Linked DNA regions of Sus scrofa: region 1 is linked to region 2. A link is a contact called in public HiChIP or PLAC-seq data. All regions are on one chromosome and are shown on one strand. The core of a region is the stretch at or near the end of the contact, and the rest is flanking DNA. Distances in the headings are between cores, read along the strand shown. Region 1 has its middle 210 kb from the start of LRIG1. Region 2 overlaps LRIG1 (leucine-rich repeats and immunoglobulin-like domains protein 1).

Region 1 (3,973 bases), core at 676-3,175, 300 kb after region 2:
TGGACACTAGCCGAGTTCTTAACCTGCCGAGCCACCACGGGAACTCCTGTACATGTCCATTTTGATGTGTTTTTCCCAACATAAAATCTCTTTTACATCTATCTCTCTCCCAAACTTTCCCAGAGAACAACCTAGTGTAGTATAAGCCTGGTGTAAGAGTACATCTAGAAAGACCCAATGTTGGGACATGTGGCACTTTCTTACTTTCTTCTCTCTCTAGTAAGAGGCCTGAGGGTCAAGGTGGTGAAGGAGACAGAGTGAGCAGGGTTCTGGCCTCTGTCTGTACTAACAGCAAGCTTTTCCATCAATCACAGCCTCCAAGATTTGTAACCTCCCAACAGAAGAGATGTTGCCTTTATTCATCATTGCACCTTCTAATGTGGTGCTTGGTAGGGGGCTCAGAGACTGCTTAACTGCAGCTCAGAGTTCCAGGTCAGTGTCATTCCTTAGAACTTTCTGCAGAAATGTTAATAATTTTTCGTGTCACAGCCGGCTATTGAGCATTTGAAAGTTGGCTGGATGGATATAGGAGCTGATGTAAAGATTTTATTTTACTTTATTTATTTATTTATTTTTGCCTTTTTGCCTTTTCTAGGGCTGCACCCGTGGCATATGGAGGTTCCCAGGCTAGGGGTGTAATCGGAGCTGTAGCTGCCAGCCTATGCCAGAGCCACAGCAACGCAGGATCCGAGCTGCGCCTGGAACCTATACCACAGCTCACCACAGCACAGGATTCTTAAGCCACTGAGAAAGTCCAGGGATCGAACCCGCAACCTCACGGTTCTTAGTCAGATTCGTTAACCACTGAGCCATAATGGGAATGCCGAGATTTTTATTAATTAATTTTAATTCATTCAAATTTAAATAGCCACACAGGGCTGGTGGCTATGTATTGGACAGCAGATTTCTTAACCACAAAATCAGGAAAATAATTCACCATCTGTTTATCCTATAAAGCTGTGGTAAGGAATAAACGAAACAATAGAAATAAAAGGTAGCATCTTGTGATGAAATCAGATGACCAGGTTTAAATCCCAGCTCCAACCCCTGCTATCTTGACCTTCTGTATGTTTATTCAACCTCCCCAAGCATTAGTTTCCTCATATGAAAAATGTGTTTAATGGTAATGCTCTCTTACAGAGTGGTCAAGTGGATTAAATAAGATAATAGATGTAAAGTGCTTAGTACATTACTTGACACAGAGTAAACCCTCAACAAGTGGTAACATTTTTGTTTTTAAAAATGGGAGTGTTCTGGAAAGCACAGAGCTCTGCAGAGGGGAAAGGTATGATGATCAGCAGGAAATGAAATGGCCTGAGGTTGGTCCTCAGAGCTGTGCCTTCTCTTGAGAAGACATGGCTGTGTTAGACCGTTCCCTTTCGTAGTCCCCTTTGTGATCATTTATCAGACAGCTCATGAATATCTGATGCTTCAGGTGTACCCATGAAATATGTCTCAGCTCTTGGAACCAGCTTGGCTTTCCTGGGGTAACAGGCATGCTGTCCTTGCCCTTGTGGTGGAGGCTGGGATGAAGTCTGCTCCCTAGGTCTCCTCCGGTCTCCTAACACAGGTAGTTTGCCTTGGAGACTTCGCAGCAGAGACAGGCTTTGTCTGGACAAGCATGGGTTGGCCTGGCTAGCGCGGCAGCAAACCTCCTTGGTTGTTTCTCTAGGGGTTGGCGGCTAATCCCCTTTTCTGTTTATCCCCTGAGGGGCTCAGGCTCTAGGCGTGGGCTCTAGACCACGGGGCTTGGGGGAGAGAAAAAACAGATGTTCTGGGGACTGTCATTGCCACAGGCACTGGCCCTGTTTGCAGTGTTGTTATTGATAGGGCCTCTGAGATGGCACGAGTTTCAAGTTGTCAAGGACAGCCCCCTGGCTCTAGTTACTGAAGCTGTCACCAGCATTTTATAGTTGCCTGAGAGCTGCCAGCCTGGGAAAGTTCACATTGCTGGAAAAGAAGCACCTCCTTTCTCCCAGCCTGGTGCCAGAGCAAGAGAGCTATTCACGGAAGCTGGGAGTCCATCCCAGTCCTCACTTTTTTATGGCCTCAACTTTACCCCATGACCACCATACAGATCCATTCTGCAGGAGGGAAGCAGAGGAAAAGAGGGCTTTAAGGACTCCTTCAGCAAATAATTAATGAGAGGAGCAAAGGCAATTGCTGATAGTTGTGGAGTGAGCCTGGGCACCTTATTAGGTATTGACTTGTTTACTGGCTGCCTTTGCCAGTAGAAAATAAGCTCCACGAGGGCAGGGATTTTCAACTAGTTTGTTCATCATTGTGTCCCCAAATCATGGCACAGTGTCACTCCTGAATAAGTCTGTGTTGAATAAATGAGTAATTCTCTCCTTACTGATGAGTCAATTTTTTAAAATAGAAGTATACAATGTTTCAAGTATACAGCAAAGTGATTCAGTTATACATATGTAATTTTTCAGATTCTTTTCCATTACAGATTATTACTAGGTATTGAATATAGTTCCCTGTGCTATACAGTAGGTCCTTGTTAGTTAGTTATACAGTGGTATGTATTTGTTAATCCCAACTTCCTAATTTATCCCTTCACACCCTTTCCCCTTCAGTAACTATAAGGTTGTTTTCTCTATTTGTGAGTCTATTTCTGTTAAATGTTACAAACCAAACATGTATCCCGAAAGCCCTTGACTACACATCTGCCAGTAAAAGAATAAGAAATATCAGTGTGGCAAACACATTAAAACACAGACTCAAGGAGGCCCCATAACTTTCCTCCTTCCTCTCTCCCTCCTTGCTCCTTCCTTCTTTCCTCTCTTCACTTGCTCACTTTTCCATTCATCTAATATTCATGGAGCACGAGTAGCAAGTTACTCTGTAGTATATACATTGATAAACTGACTTGTCTTTGCTCATCCAGTGTGTTGGAAAAAAAAACCAGGGGCCCCTCTACTGTGTGAAAGATGAAGGTTTATTGGTGCTTGGGGAATTTGCTGAAAGATAGGATTAAAACTAGAGTTACAAGTCGAACTAGGCAATTTGTAGCCATGTTCAGAAGATCTCCCAAGGGGGGAAAATGTCAGAAGGCAAGAGAGAATTTTCCTCTGATATTTTTATGGTAGGACTATTTCCTGGACTAACTCACAGATTCAAAACATCCAACACAAATCCACTCTATTGAAAAGACAAACTAAATTCTTCTTGAACACAAAGAATATGATATTAGCTGGTGATATAAATAGTTCAGGGTCTGGGGTGACCAAAATAGAGAATATTGGTCCAAAGCAGGAGTCAGCAAACTATGGTCTAAAGACTAAGTCTGGCCCATAACCTCTTTTTATAAATATGTTTTATTGGAAGGCAGTCATGGTCATGTGTTTACAGACTGTCTCTGGTTGCTTTAATACTATGACAGCAGGAGTGGGAGTACTTTTGATAATGACCGTATGGCCTGCAAAGCTGAGAACATTCACTATCTGGCCTTTTACAGGAAAAGTTTGCTGATTTCTGGTCTAAAGGAAAGATATTCTGATGCCAAATGAGAGTCTTTCAAAGAAAATACTCCTCACATTCAGCTGGGTTCATGGATGTTTAGACACCTGCTTTCCATATCAGTGGAAAGTAGCCAACAATTCAAATCATGACATCACCAACCCCCAATATGCTACTGCTCTCTGTAACTCTTTCTGCAATGTGGCCCCTAAGTTAATGATCTGAGCTAATTTTCTATAAACTAAATTGTTGACCGATCAAAGTATTCTCCCTCCAGGCTTCCTACTGCTTTGCCTTTTTGCACTCTCATGCCAGAGCTCAGAACGAAACAAGTTTATCCTGAGGCTTGACTTGGCATCCAACAACCTTGCAACTGAAGATTTCTTCACCTGTGCTTGTTTTGTGGTTACAGGTCTCAAAATGCCCATAAACTTGATTAAACTTGTCCCTTCTACACCTTCTCATTTCGCATGCGGATTGTTTATGATTTGGAGTTACATAATTC
Region 2 (3,731 bases), core at 926-3,425:
CCCCAACTCCTGCATGCTCCTGGGCAGCATCTGCACAAAGCGCTGGTAAGACAAAGAAAAGGGTAGGACAGGGGAGCTACAACATGGGCTTCAAGGCAGACAGGTGACTCCTGGCCCTGCCACCGGCCAGCTGTGTGGTCTTGGGCACAATCCCTTCACCTTGGTGCCCCCAACTACAGAAGAATTGCATAACACAGCCTGCCCTCCTGAGACAGTTAGATATGACACACATGCCTCAGAGAATAACTAGCAAAGTACAGGAGCTTAAAAAAACAAACCTCAAACACCGGAAACTGTGAATAAAAAACAGCTACTATATTACCCTTGGTAATGATTGTTTCTGTTGAAGATCAGAATTGACAACAAAAACACTACCTGAGACTCAAAACCATCAAGAGTTACTTGGCTTCAGATGTTTAAAACTTCTAGAGATTGGGTAAGAGGGCAAGGCTCCTTTGATCAAAGAACAAACTGGGCTCTTTTCACATCACTTAAGAACTGAACAGTAGAGAAGATCCAACAGGTCTAACACCAGCTCTCCAGCCCCGGAAAAACCAACGCCCAGGGTTACAAGGAGCCTGCAGGCCTGAGCACCTCCGATAACAAGAAGGGAAAGCTAGAACCTTGATACTTTTCATTAGCAAGGTCCAGCCGCTGCAGGGGTCACCCTCACCCCTTCCCCATGTCCAGTTCTTTGGATGACACAGCCAAGAAGAGGCCTTCGTTTCTCCCATGTGGATTGTGGGGTCCAGACTTTGGTTTCTGCAAAAACTCTTGATAGTCGCTGCTGTGACTGACATTTCCTGGAAGCAGGGCCCCCGCCTCATGGGTAGGCAGTCCAGGCGCAGGCATTAGAGAACCTGGGGGCTGCTCTCCTGTGCGGATGCCTCTTCCACAACAAGAGAAGATAAAGGAGCCAGTGGTGCCGTGGGAGAGCCCAGAATGGGGGTGGTGGCGGCAGGGCTGTAAGGGACCTCCCAGGGTCCAGATACTCACAGCTTGCTGAGGCTGTCCAGTCCTGTGAAGGCGCCACTGGTGTCTTCGATGGTGCCCGAAATCTCGTTGTGGTCCAGCTCCCTAGGAAGGAGATGGACAGAAGGCTCACTGCCCAGTCTGTCACTTGCAAGCTCAAAACATCTTGACACGTTCTAGATGTCCAGACATAATGTCAAGTTGTGCTGAGAGGCGTGACCAGCAGGCACCCCCTGCCCTGTAGCCTGGCTTTCTCAGGCACTCAACAAAGCTGACATGTGTCTCAGACCAGCAGCTTCCTGGCTGCATCTGCCGCTCCCCAGTAGGCTCAGCCAGACCCAGGGAAGGGCTGCAGATGGCCCATGGGAAAGCATGCTTTTGATTCTGCCCCAAGAGCAGACTTCTGGCCTCTGCTCTGAGAAGGAACCCGAAAAGTTCCCTAAGGTTCCTGCCTGCTTTCACACCACCCAGGGGCCCTTTTCTGAACTTGACCAGGAAAATGCAGAAGGCACCGGAGAAAAGGGACAAGGAAAAAAGAGGCCCCTGCCTAGGGCCCTCCCTGGGCCACATCTAGGCTGGCAGGTGGGTCTGGAGCCTGGAGCCCCCGTCTCCCCCTGCCTGGGGCCTGCACAGGTGCTGACTCCCCGCCAGGGACGACATCTGGGTGCTGAGTCAGCCTTGTGACCCACTTGCCAGGACTGGAGCATGGGGCCAACTTCTGAGCCGAGTCTTCTCCAGCAGCACAAATCACAAGGCCAATGACTCAGCTTCCTCCCCCAGCTTCCAAGGGCAGGTCACCGAGCCAGGCGAGACGCCCCACCTGGTGACCAGGCCCCTGGGTTGGCCCCCTCCAACTTTCCACAAGGTTTCCTCCGCCCTCCTCTCCTGAGCCCCTGCAGCAGAGGCAGGCCAGGAACAGAAAGGGATGGTGCTCTTGGCTCCTGTGAGCTCCAGCAGGGAGGGGAGCATGGCCTGCAGAGTGAAATGCTGCTCGCTGTGACCTTCACTTTACAGCAGGAATCTCAGAGTGCTGTGACTCCAAGGCTTCTGAAGGGACTCCTCCTGCCGCGGGTTCCTCCCTCTCATCTTAATACTGAAAAGCCCGGACCCGGCTTTGTGTGCCTGTCCCCTTGCTCCTCACCGTGGCTGCCAAGGATTTTCTCTTTTCTCTGGCCCGCTCAGTCTAAACGTTCCAGCCTTGTTATGCAGCCCTGCAAGGGCTTGGAGGCTGACCTCGGCTTGAATAGCCTGGCATCTGGGCTCTTTCACGCTCCCCAACGACGGCCTGGCGTTAACAATCTCCGTTCGCTCTGCCAGGTGCAAGTGCAAAGGCCTTCCGCCCTGTCACTCCCGAACAGGCCGCTCTTTCTGGGAAGGAGGCCTCAGAACCCATGGCAGCCACTGTCTGCTCAAATCCAAATGCCCCCCCCCCCCGCCCCTAAAATAGCTGGTTTTTCTCTATTGGCTGGAAGTTCTCAGAAACCCACAACTAAAAAATTCTAAGTCCTAGAAAAGCACCCCACAGCAACTTCTGGCAACTTTCCCCACCTCGTTGAGAACTTAGAAGGAAATGACACGGCCACCTCTGTTTTGTTAAACGACCCAGAGAAGGCTTAGGGCGAGACCCAGTACTCCCCAGTCACCTCTCCTGGAAGCAGGTGTCCTGGACTCAGGTGCACTACAGGAATGCTGATGCCAGCCCTAGACAGGAGCCTCGGTGTTTGCCATGGCTCAGGTAAAAACATATTCAGGACTTAAAGTTGGAAGTTGCATCAGGAAGGCTCAAAATGGGAAAGACGGCCCTACGGCCGCTGTCCTGGAGTCTGCAGTGGGAGGCCAGGGGAAGCAGGATTGACTGCCAAGGCACTGCGAGAACCAGCGCGTGGTAACCAGAGCTCTTTGTCATCGTCACCTTAGGCACCACCCTGGATGGGAATGAGGGACCTTTTCCTCCTCAACCAGTTCTTGTTCCTATTACATGAAAGTTTGACACCCTGCACACATCACATGTGAGCTCTGGATCCAATTCTGACTCGATACCAGCGAGAAAGGAATTTAGTGAAGCAGCTGGTCTGCTCTATTCTCCCATCAACCCAACAATGAAGACGTACAAGACACGGAGGCTTTTGAGTCCCCTGAAGGCGCCTTCTGCGATGTGACTGATGGAATTATGGCTGAGGCGCAGAATGCTCAAGCTACTCAGGTCGGCCAGGCTCTCCTCATCCAGCCGGGTCAGATTATTGAAGGACAGAATCCTGAGGAAGGGGAGGGGAAAGCAAACATCACCATGAGATGGCAGGGGATGGCCCTCCCTCTCCTCTTCCAAACATGGAGCCACAGTTGGCCAGTCATCTGGGTCCCAGTGGGAAGGGACACCCACAGGAATCCTGAGGACAGAATGGTCTCATTGCTAGAAAACCACTGAGGCCCGATACTCCTACAATCTGACTCCTAGAAAGAGATCTTTAAGTTGTAAGGACTATTAAGGTCATACAACAATGACCCACAAGGCTCCAACCCCTTCATGCACCTAGTGTCCATGGCTGGTCCTGGTTTATGCCAGGCAAGACCGCTCACATCTGTGGCCTGAGACTCTGTGAATGGGATCCCAGTGGTTTCTCACAGTGAACAAGGGAGCTGTCAGCCACCCAACATTGGCCAGCAGAGGGCACCACTAGCTACTGCCTGGAACAAGCCTTCCTCCCTGATGTGTGAACCTTACCTGGGCAGCAACACAGGCCTAGAGTCTCCCATCCTGA

The links. HiChIP or PLAC-seq counts read pairs in DNA pulled down with a chosen protein or histone mark.
Region 1: a contact with region 2 is called in an H3K27ac HiChIP or PLAC-seq map of skeletal muscle, with 5 times the contacts expected there. The contact joins two enhancer-like sites. A contact is called at or near these places in 3 of 47 Hi-C or Micro-C datasets (embryonic fibroblasts, fetal heart ventricle and psoas muscle) and 1 of 2 datasets of contacts at active chromatin or transcription factors (skeletal muscle).

What each region holds. Positions count from the first base shown.
Region 1 is chr13:48,230,551-48,234,523 of Sscrofa11.1, forward strand. No RefSeq gene overlaps it. Among named protein-coding and RNA genes, the nearest start is that of LRIG1, 210 kb to the left of the region's middle. Within about 2 kb of position 1,926, at least 12 of the 83 cell types and tissues checked have an H3K27ac peak or open chromatin away from gene starts, as enhancers often do. A contact at or near this core is called in skeletal muscle, where this site is marked.
Region 2 is chr13:47,932,291-47,936,021 of Sscrofa11.1, forward strand. It overlaps LRIG1 (leucine-rich repeats and immunoglobulin-like domains protein 1), which reads right to left. Exons shown (of 20, transcript XM_005669717.3): 9 at 3,084-3,227; 10 at 997-1,077. Among named protein-coding and RNA genes, the nearest start is that of LRIG1, 93 kb to the right of the region's middle. Within about 2 kb of position 2,176, at least 21 of the 83 cell types and tissues checked have an H3K27ac peak or open chromatin away from gene starts, as enhancers often do. A contact at or near this core is called in skeletal muscle, where this site is marked.